Linked DNA regions of Zea mays: region 1 is linked to region 2. Evidence: chromatin contacts called from public Hi-C data. All regions are on one chromosome and are shown on one strand. The core of a region is the stretch at or near the end of the contact, and the rest is flanking DNA. Distances in the headings are between cores, read along the strand shown.

Region 1 (4,338 bases), core at 1,800-4,299, 230 kb before region 2:
CACTCGCCATTGTCTCAGGCGCGAGGTCAACGCCCGACATGTCCCCCGCTGGGGTGCCGGCGTCGTCGACTCGCTCGACAGGCGACGAGATGTCGCCTCCTGCCTGGCCTCGATTGCCCCGCCTCCTCCTCCTGCGGCGAGGAAGGTGGCGAGACAGACCCAGATGCTGCTCTTCCGCCATGGGGGGAAGACGTCGTCGAGTCCGCCGCCGCCGGGCGGGCTGATGGTCGTCGTTGCCGCTGTCGCGCTGCGGGGGAAGGAGTACCATGTCGTAGCTGCCGTCAAGGGACATGAACTCGAGACTCCCAAAACGGAGCAGCGTCCCGGGCTGAAGAGGTTGCTGGAGACTACCCATCTGGAGCTCACCGGGAAGTTGTTCGTCAACACGCAGCAGGCCCCTACCTGGCGCGCCAACTGTCGGCGTTTCGACCCCGGGGGGTCCCTGGACCGACGAGTAAAATTGTCGTTGCGTGTCCCAGACCAGATGGGTTGGCGCGAGATGGAACACAAGGGGGGAAGAACTCGGCTCGTGTTATCCTGCGCCAGGGGGATGCGCTTGCAGTAGGGGTTACAAGCGTTCGCGAGGGAGAGAGAGCGAGCCTGTTCATCAGCCCGTCCTCCCGCGCCACCACCCTCTCCCGCATGAGGGCCCTAGACCTTCCTTTATAGATGCAAGGAGAGGGTCCAGGTGTACAATGGGGGTGTAGCTATGCGCTAACGTGTCCGGCAGAGAGGTGCCAGAGCCCTGTGTACATGCCAACGTGGCTGTCGGAGAGGTGCTAGAGCCCTGTGTACGCGGTGTCGTGGCCGTCGGAGGAGCGCTGGAGCCCTGTAGAAGCACAGCTATTGGGGCTGCTGGGACCTTGCTGACGTCTCCTTGCTTCCGTAGGGGGCTGAGAACCGCCGTCGTCATGGACGCACGCGGGGAGCCATCATTACTTCTTACCGGGGCGAGCCTGGATGGGACGCCGGTCTTGTTCCCCCGTAGCCTGAGCTAGCTAGGGGTAGGGTAATGATGTATCCCCTGTGGCGCGGTCGGTTCGAGCCCAAGGTCGGGCGAGGCGGAGGCTCCTCCTGAGGCCGAGGTCGGGCGAGGACGCGATTTCTCCCGAGGTCAAGGTCGAGGCCGAGCCCTGGGGTCGGGCGAGGCGGAGACCACCTTCCGAGGCCAAGGGTGAGGCCGAGCCCTGGGGTTGGGCGAGGCGGAGACCTCCTCCTGAGGCCGAGGCCCAAGGTCGGGCGAGGCGGAGCTTCCTGTTGCGCCTGAGGCTAGACTTAGCTGTTGTCAGCCTCACCCTGGTGGGTGGCACAACAGTCGGAGAGGGGCGAGCGGTGCTGTTTTCCTGTCAGGTCGGTCAGTGGAAGGGCGAAGTGACTGCGGTCACTTCGACCTTGCCGACTGAGGCACGTGTGTCAGGATAAGGTGTCAGGCGCTCCTCGCATTGAATGCGCCTACGATACGGTCGGTTGGTGAAGGCGAGTTGGCCAAGGTTGCTTCACAACGAAGCCTGCCCGAGCTGGGCTTCGGGCGAGGCGTGAATTCGCCTGGGACTACTGTTCCCGCCCGAGGCTGGGCTCGGGCGAGGTGAGATCGCGTCCCTTGAGTAGACGAAGCCTTGACCTGAATCGTGCCCATCAGTCTCTGCAGCTTGTGCTGATGGTGGTTACCAACCGTGTTTAGGAGTGCTGTGGGTACCCCTAATTACGGTACCCGACAAGGTGTGTGTTCCCCTATTTTTTTGGATGAACACTAACTACATCTTATCTGTATATGACCCCGATGTGGCATGGCATTTTTGCCTCATCCCGAGACAAATACATTGTTGGTAGCTTCTGGATTTCCAGTAACGAGTAGAGTAGCTTCGATCTGGGTTTAGGGTCGCATGACTTGGTGGCTATGTACATCTCTCTGTTATAAATAGATAATGAAGTCAAGATTTGTTGCGAGAACCAAAAAATTACGCTAATGGTTATGAGGTGAATAAAGTACCCTGCTATGAGTTTGAGATAATTCAATGTTGTGTGAGAAAGAGCAAAACCTTGACCAGGATTCCCTTGTATGAGATAATTTCATGTGATTCTAAACTGAATGGTTATACTCTCTCTTCTTTTGATTTGGCCACTTCTATTTTCTCTGTTTTGTTATAGCACGAAGCTTATTTGTGTCTAATTTATAGGAACGATGTTAGCGAAAGTCAATTTAATCTGGTGCTGAACATTGAGTTGCAATAAATCATCGATGGAGACTGAGTCACCGCAGCCAGAAACCACTGTCTCAAGGTGCTGAACATTGAGTTGCAACAAATCATCGATGGAGACCGAGTGATCGCAGCCAGAAACCACTGTCTCAATTTGAGGAGATTTTCCATCTATGTTTGTTAGAAGGCATAATGCCTATTTATCTCTTGTATTGGAACATTTGGCAATTAAGAAATAGAAGATTACTTCCCCAATATCCCTTCTTCCTAATCTCACCTTTCACGACTTCTCGGGAACAATCACTTGCTATTACTGACTGGCATGTTCACTCCTCATATGTCAGATATTGGGGTTGATATATATGTTGTTCGTTTTCATGTAATTGTTGTGCACTAACATTTATTAAATAATTTATACACTGTCGCAACGCACGGGCACTTATCTAGTAGCTTATAGAACACTCTTAGACTCACTCTTCTATAATGAAAATGTAGCACATAAATATCTCCGACATCTTGCTAATAATGACATACAAAAATATTTTACATAAAACCGAATTAAATTAATTGGTATATGTCTAAATTATTATTATTAGAATATAATTCAATTCTAATGATCTAAACGGAGCATTAGGAAAATGGAAATTATTTGGAAAAATGAAATTCCCAAACTAGCCCTACGTGTGTAAATCTGGTGAAATTTCTGCGCCCCAAATAAACAGCCCAGATTCCTGAAGGAGTGGAAGCTCATTTCTGGGGGCTTGCGGCCCGTAGGGACAAGGCCCACGAGGCTACAGTTTAGGCAGAGGGTTCTTCGGTTCTTCCTTCGCCATCTTCTCAGTTCCCTCCCCACACCGTTGCGGCGCGGCACCACCTGAACCCGACCACCGCCCACACCATGTTGTCCCGATTGCCGGCGACGGTGAGCCTTCTTCGCCGGTCGCTCCGAGAACCGCGCGGCTTCAGCTCCTCTGTGCTGGCTTCATCTAAGGAAACGGCCGACGGAAAGCTGGTGGCGTCGGTGCTTTTCGAGCGCCTCCCCGTTGTCATCCCCAAGATCCACCCCGTTGTCTACGCTTTCCAAGAATTCTCGTATGGAGGATCCGCCCATCCAGTTCGCTCTCTTATATGATCTTGCTTCTTTATGCTTATTTGGTTTTGCGTGACTTTGGTTCGTTTCTCTGTTTAGATTTCGGTGGAGGCAGCAGTACAGACGGCAATACCCCGAGGAGGTCCTCGGCAAGGCCGACGCGAGGTGATATCCCTCTCCCTTACTTGTGTCTCATGTGTCATAAACTTATTTTTCCTAAATTACCGCCCCCACTCTCTCATTTCTGGTTGTTCTGATTTTGCTGTGAAGGTATGGTAACATTTTCAATTTCAAAATGGGATGGGATGAGTGCATTTTTGTGGTGCATTAACCCAAGAGCCTTAAAATAATCCTTCTAAAATTGCCAGAAGAGAGAAAAAGAGTGTTTTTGTGGTGCATTATCATAGGATCTTGATTAGTATTTAGAAAAAAAGACAGGCGGTGATAACTACTTCCTCATTTCCAAATAGTAAGCCATTTTGACTTTTTTTAGGTATATAGCCTTTTATTCAGATACATGGCTTTTACTTTATATATCTAGACATAATGTATATGTAGGCACAAAGCTATGCACCTAGAAAAGACTAGAAAAGCCAGAACAGCCTACAATTTTGAGCGGAGGGAGTAGTACATAAATTATGCAACTATCTTACGAGTGTTTTGGCAATTGTCAATAAATGCAAATGTATTTTCAAATTCCCTAGCATCTAGAATGGAGGGAGTGGCAGTGGAAATGGGAGCGTGTGGTGCTCTGTGTTCGAGCCCTATGTTTATGTTTGAATTAGCTTATTATGCATTTAGACCTTATGTTATGTTTTAATTTGAATTTAGAAATTGTGGAAAAATGATGTTGAATTTTGTGTATGTGTATTAGAAACATGATAATTTTTCCTATGATCCTGAAAGTGATATTGGGGCAGCCCTAATACCACGACATTATTGGTAGTGGCAGAGGAACGGTTCTACTCTACTAAAATAGGACCAAAACGAAATGTAAAAAGGTACCCATGTTGGGTCGCACTTAGAGAAATTGCGAATGGGCTCATGATA
Region 2 (4,627 bases), core at 206-2,705:
ATCTCAAGATTTTTTATTGGTTGTCTCCGCTCTTTGCATAATATTTTTTATGAACACACGGGTACCATAGGTAGCAAATCAGAGACCCCCATCCCTCGCCTCCCCCACTTCCAAGGTTTCGTAGAGCAGAAGGGGAAGGGAAGAGACGAACATATATATTCATTGCCAGAGAAGGGCACGACGAAGACATAGGCATTTGGAGGCGACATAGGTAGTATACCGTTAGATATATAGGGAGAGAGCATGCAAGCGAAGAAAGAAGCCCAGCCGGAGTAGCTCCAAACCGAGAGGCACCCGCACCAGGCGTCAATCCGAGAAGGGCGAGAGAATGCGAGTGTCTTCCCAGCCCTAGACCCACCGAAGCGACACAACACCACCACCAACTCCGTAGCATATGCCGACTGCTACCACGCTATGGGCATTGGTTGTCCAATATCTCAGACCTGGATTCTTCATCGCCAAGATAACCTAAGCGTGGCAGACGCCACCATATCCTCCTCGATGGCACGCACGGAGAAAGGTCAGGAGCATGACCGACTCGGGTCGTACCCGCGTCGATGAGCATCTGTCGGCTCGCAGCTGCGACCGTGGGCGAGGTTAGCAGGTTGGGGAGGAAGAATAGGGCGAAGGCCGGGAAGATGATCGAGACGTCCGACGACGGCGAAAACGATGGTGCGCGCATGATGTGAAACGTCCTCGTGGATGTGCAATAGCCACTGCAGTAGTAGGTGTCGAGGCTGGTGTCGGACAAATACGGGGAGGAGGCGCATGCTCCTGCATCCCCTGCCGATAATGAGGTGGCGTGGAGGTGGAGGCATGAGGGGAGAGAGAAAAGAAGTAGAATGACGAACGAGGTGATGGCAACTAAGGCGATGACCATCATTATCGTGCGGAGGTATAGATGGCAAAATGGACCGTGTCTGGCGAGCCGGTCCGAGGCACGACCCATTTAATAGTGCCTGGGCCAACCCGACACGAGCGTCGTGCGGTGCATGGGCCGTAGCCTCGGCCCGTAGTGCTGGCCCGACCCGACACAATTATTTTTTTATTTTTTAAAAAAATCATATATAATTATGTATAATTATTATTCAATATTATAAACATCTGAGCATTATGTTTTATTGGTTAGATAGCTTTGCCAATTGTTTCTCACCCTTCTTACATCAGGGTGTGGGTTCAAACCCCACCTCTTGCATTGTTTTTTAATATTTTATGACGCAAAACGACCGTTAAAAACTGGTGCTTTAATTTATATATATATATATATATATATATATATATATATAAACACACACTAGGCCTATTGAAGCCGTTATGAATGCTAATTAATAGCTTAGCCCTGTCTCGATCGAGTTAGTTGGAGAGGTGTTAGCTACGATCTAGAGTAGCAGAGAAATGGACGCCGCAAATTCCACCCACGTTTTGCATGGTCTATATATGTATGTATAGTGGCATCTGCTGTGTAGCTGAAAGCTGAAGGCAGAAGCAGAGATAATGGACGACGTACATGTCTGGTTCGTCTCGCTGGCCTGCCTTGGTGGTTTGTACATCGCCGCCATCTGCTGGCGGCCCCTCGCCTATCTCGCGTTGTGCCTGCGCGGGCCGAAGGACCTCCACCGCTACGGCTCATGGGCCATGGTGACTGGCCCGACCTCCGGGCTCGGCCGGTCCATGGCCATGGAGCTCGCGCGACGGGGCCTCAACCTCGTCCTCCTCGACCTCGACGCCAACAACCTCCAGGAGACCTCCGAGGCCATCAAGTCCGTCCACCCCGTGAAGATAAGGACTGTGGTTCTAGACCTCTCCCTCGTCGCCACACCAGAAGGTACGGTGAGATGAGATCGATATCGATCCACGCACACACACGGATCACTACTAGCCTGAACACGGGTTGATCCTGTGCTCGTGCTCGATCTCTAGTAACATGATCGATGAGCGCTTGTCTTTTGCCTGGCAGGCGACAAGGCGATCCGCCGTCTGCGGGAGGCGATCGAGGGGCTGGACGTGGGGATACTGGTGAACAACGCGGCGGTGAACACGCCTGGCGCGGTGTACCTGCACGAGGCGGACATCGAACGCTTTGTGCGGATGATACGGGTGAACCTGTGGGGGCTCACCGAGGTCACGGCCGCGGTGCTGCCCAGCATGCTAGCGCGGCGGAGGGGTGCCATCGTTAACGTTGGATCGGGCTCCACGGTGGCCGTCCCGTCCTTCCCTCTGTACACCGTCTACAGCTCCACCAAAAAGTATATAATTATACTACGTGAGGCATTGTTAATTGTGCTTGTTTTCGTTCTAACGATTTTGCATGCATGCTATTAAAACAAGCTAGCGTCTCAGCGTCGGAGTTTTCGTCAATGTTTAAACAAGTAATTATGACAATTAATTAGAAGCATTTGTTTACAATACAGTTTAGATGCCAATGCAAGCTAGCTACGAGAACACGACATATATATATATATATATATATATATATATATATATATATATATATATATATATATATATATATATATATATATATATATAAGCAGTCAAGGAATTTCTTTTGTCAATGTTTAACCAAGTAATTATGACAATTAATTAAAAGCATTTATTTCACGGGTATAAATTATATACAATACAGTTTAGATGCCAAGCTAGCTACGACTACGAGAAGACGACATATATATATTTATATATATAATACAGTGTGGTGTTCATCCCATCTCCAGGTATGTGGCTCATCTCTCCAGAAGCCTTTACGTCGAATACAAGAGCAAAGGAATCGACGTCCAATACCAGGTCCGTACTGATCGACACTGGCCGCCGGTTTCAGTTCAACATCGATCCAGCTGATCGAGCAAGCATGAGCTGGCGAGGCCGGTGACTACACACCAGCACAGCACAGTCACAGTATCGACCTGCTAATAACGTACGTACCTTGCCTTGCAGGTCCCGTTCTATGTGCACACGCGCATGCTGTCGAGCGCCGTGAAGGCCAAGCTCCGGCCGTGGTTCGTGGCGACGGCGGAGGACTACACCAGCACGGCGGCGCGGTGGATCGGGAACGGCCCGGTGTGTGTTCCCGGCGCCGCCCAGAACCTCCAGTGGTGCCTCACCGGCTTCGTGCCGGACTGGGTCCACGACTGGTACCGGATCCGCCTGCACCTGCAGCACAGAGCCGTCCTCCGCGGCGGTCGAGCCGCGATCGCCAGCGCCCATTCACGCGCCGAGAAGGCCGTGACACCTGACGATGACGACGCCAATTCAGTTGCGCCAAAGATCAGTGCCTAGCCATTTGGCTAGCCAGCTGTGCTGTGCTAGCCCTATCTCTCTGCATGCAGCTGTCAGTCAATACAACAGTCATATAGTACTCATGCAAGTGATCAATGATCGATGCCATACATATAATCATTATATTAAAAGTACGCGTGCCCTTCGTGTGTATAATTGTTTTACCACGTTGGATTGAAGTTGTCAGATCTGCACCGATCTAGTTGGATGGTTATTACTTACTCCGTCTATCCCATATTAGAATTCGTTATAGGTTCGTTTAATATTTAATATATGTGTTTTATATATGTGTCTAGATTTATCATCTATTTAAATATAGACATAAAAACCAAGAGCTAAAACGAATGCTATTTTAATTTAGAATAGAGTGCAGAGTGAATATTTATGTTCTTTTAAGTCAAGTGAGTTTGTAAATCTCTACTACTTATTAAGACTGCAAAAGTAATCTGCCTCTGACATGTTCTGCCATCAGTTGTGTTCTGCCACCGAACCGTGCACTACAGGAAAGCACTTAATTCCTGTCGGCTAGGAACCGACGGTAATAAGCGCTAAACCGACAGGAATAAGTAATTCCCGTCGGTTTAGGGCTTATTCCCGTCGGTTGTCAGCCGACAGGTGTCCCTTGTCGGGGATAAGTTTATCCCATCGGCAACTGAGGGAAATAATTAATTCCCGTCGGCCACTAACTAGCCGACGGGAATTAAGGCTAACTCCCGTCGGTTTTGCTGGCCGACGGGCGTCATTGATTAATTCCCGTCGGTTCCCCAGGATGACGGGAGTTATTAATTAATTCTCGTCGGCCCTACGTGGCCGACGAGAGTTATTAATTAATTCCTGTCGGTTCGACCATAGCCGACGGGAATTAACTGGGCTGACGAGAATTACCATATACTGCTACAAAAACAGCACTAAATTAGGTCACTATTTCTGCACACATAACATATATCACACATAACATAAATCACAGATAACAGTCACATTACAAACACATGCATTCATAATTAAATCACGCATTACAAACATAGCATCCACCAACATTTCAAATACAAGTTCAAGTACGACAACGAGTCAACGAGTACGACATAATATTGAAATATAAGTACGACATATGTTCAAGTACGACCAAGAGTCAACGAGTTAAGAAACATGTTCAAGTGTTTAGAGATAACCACCACTTGGGTGGTTAGAGCTTTGACCGCTGCCGCCACCATCACCAGGAGGAGGGAACGCGAAGAGCGAGTCAACAAATCCAGTCCCTGCTGCGGGATCAGACCCACTACCACCCGCTTAGGGCGTAACCTATGCAAGTTAGCAAATATCAACACGTTAAATGCAAATATCAAAAAGTATA

The links. Hi-C and Micro-C count contacts between places; a contact is called where the count stands out from the background.
Region 1: a Hi-C map of leaf shows a contact between it and region 2, with 2.6 times the contacts expected there. The contact joins the promoter of LOC100279464 here to the promoter of LOC103638302 in region 2. A contact is called at or near these places in 4 of 25 Hi-C or Micro-C datasets (ear, endosperm and leaf).

The regions. Positions count from the first base shown.
Region 1 is chr9:43,137,457-43,141,794 of Zm-B73-REFERENCE-NAM-5.0, reverse strand. It overlaps LOC100279464, which reads left to right and starts at 3,049. Exons shown (of 6, transcript NM_001367372.1): 1 at 3,049-3,290; 2 at 3,388-3,453. The coding sequence starts at 3,097.
Region 2 is chr9:42,905,144-42,909,770 of Zm-B73-REFERENCE-NAM-5.0, reverse strand. It overlaps LOC103638302 (very-long-chain 3-oxoacyl-CoA reductase-like protein At1g24470), which reads left to right and starts at 1,455. Exons shown (of 4, transcript XM_008661253.2): 1 at 1,455-1,825; 2 at 1,958-2,246; 3 at 2,715-2,784; 4 at 2,935-3,497. The coding sequence starts at 1,495. The coding sequence ends at 3,276.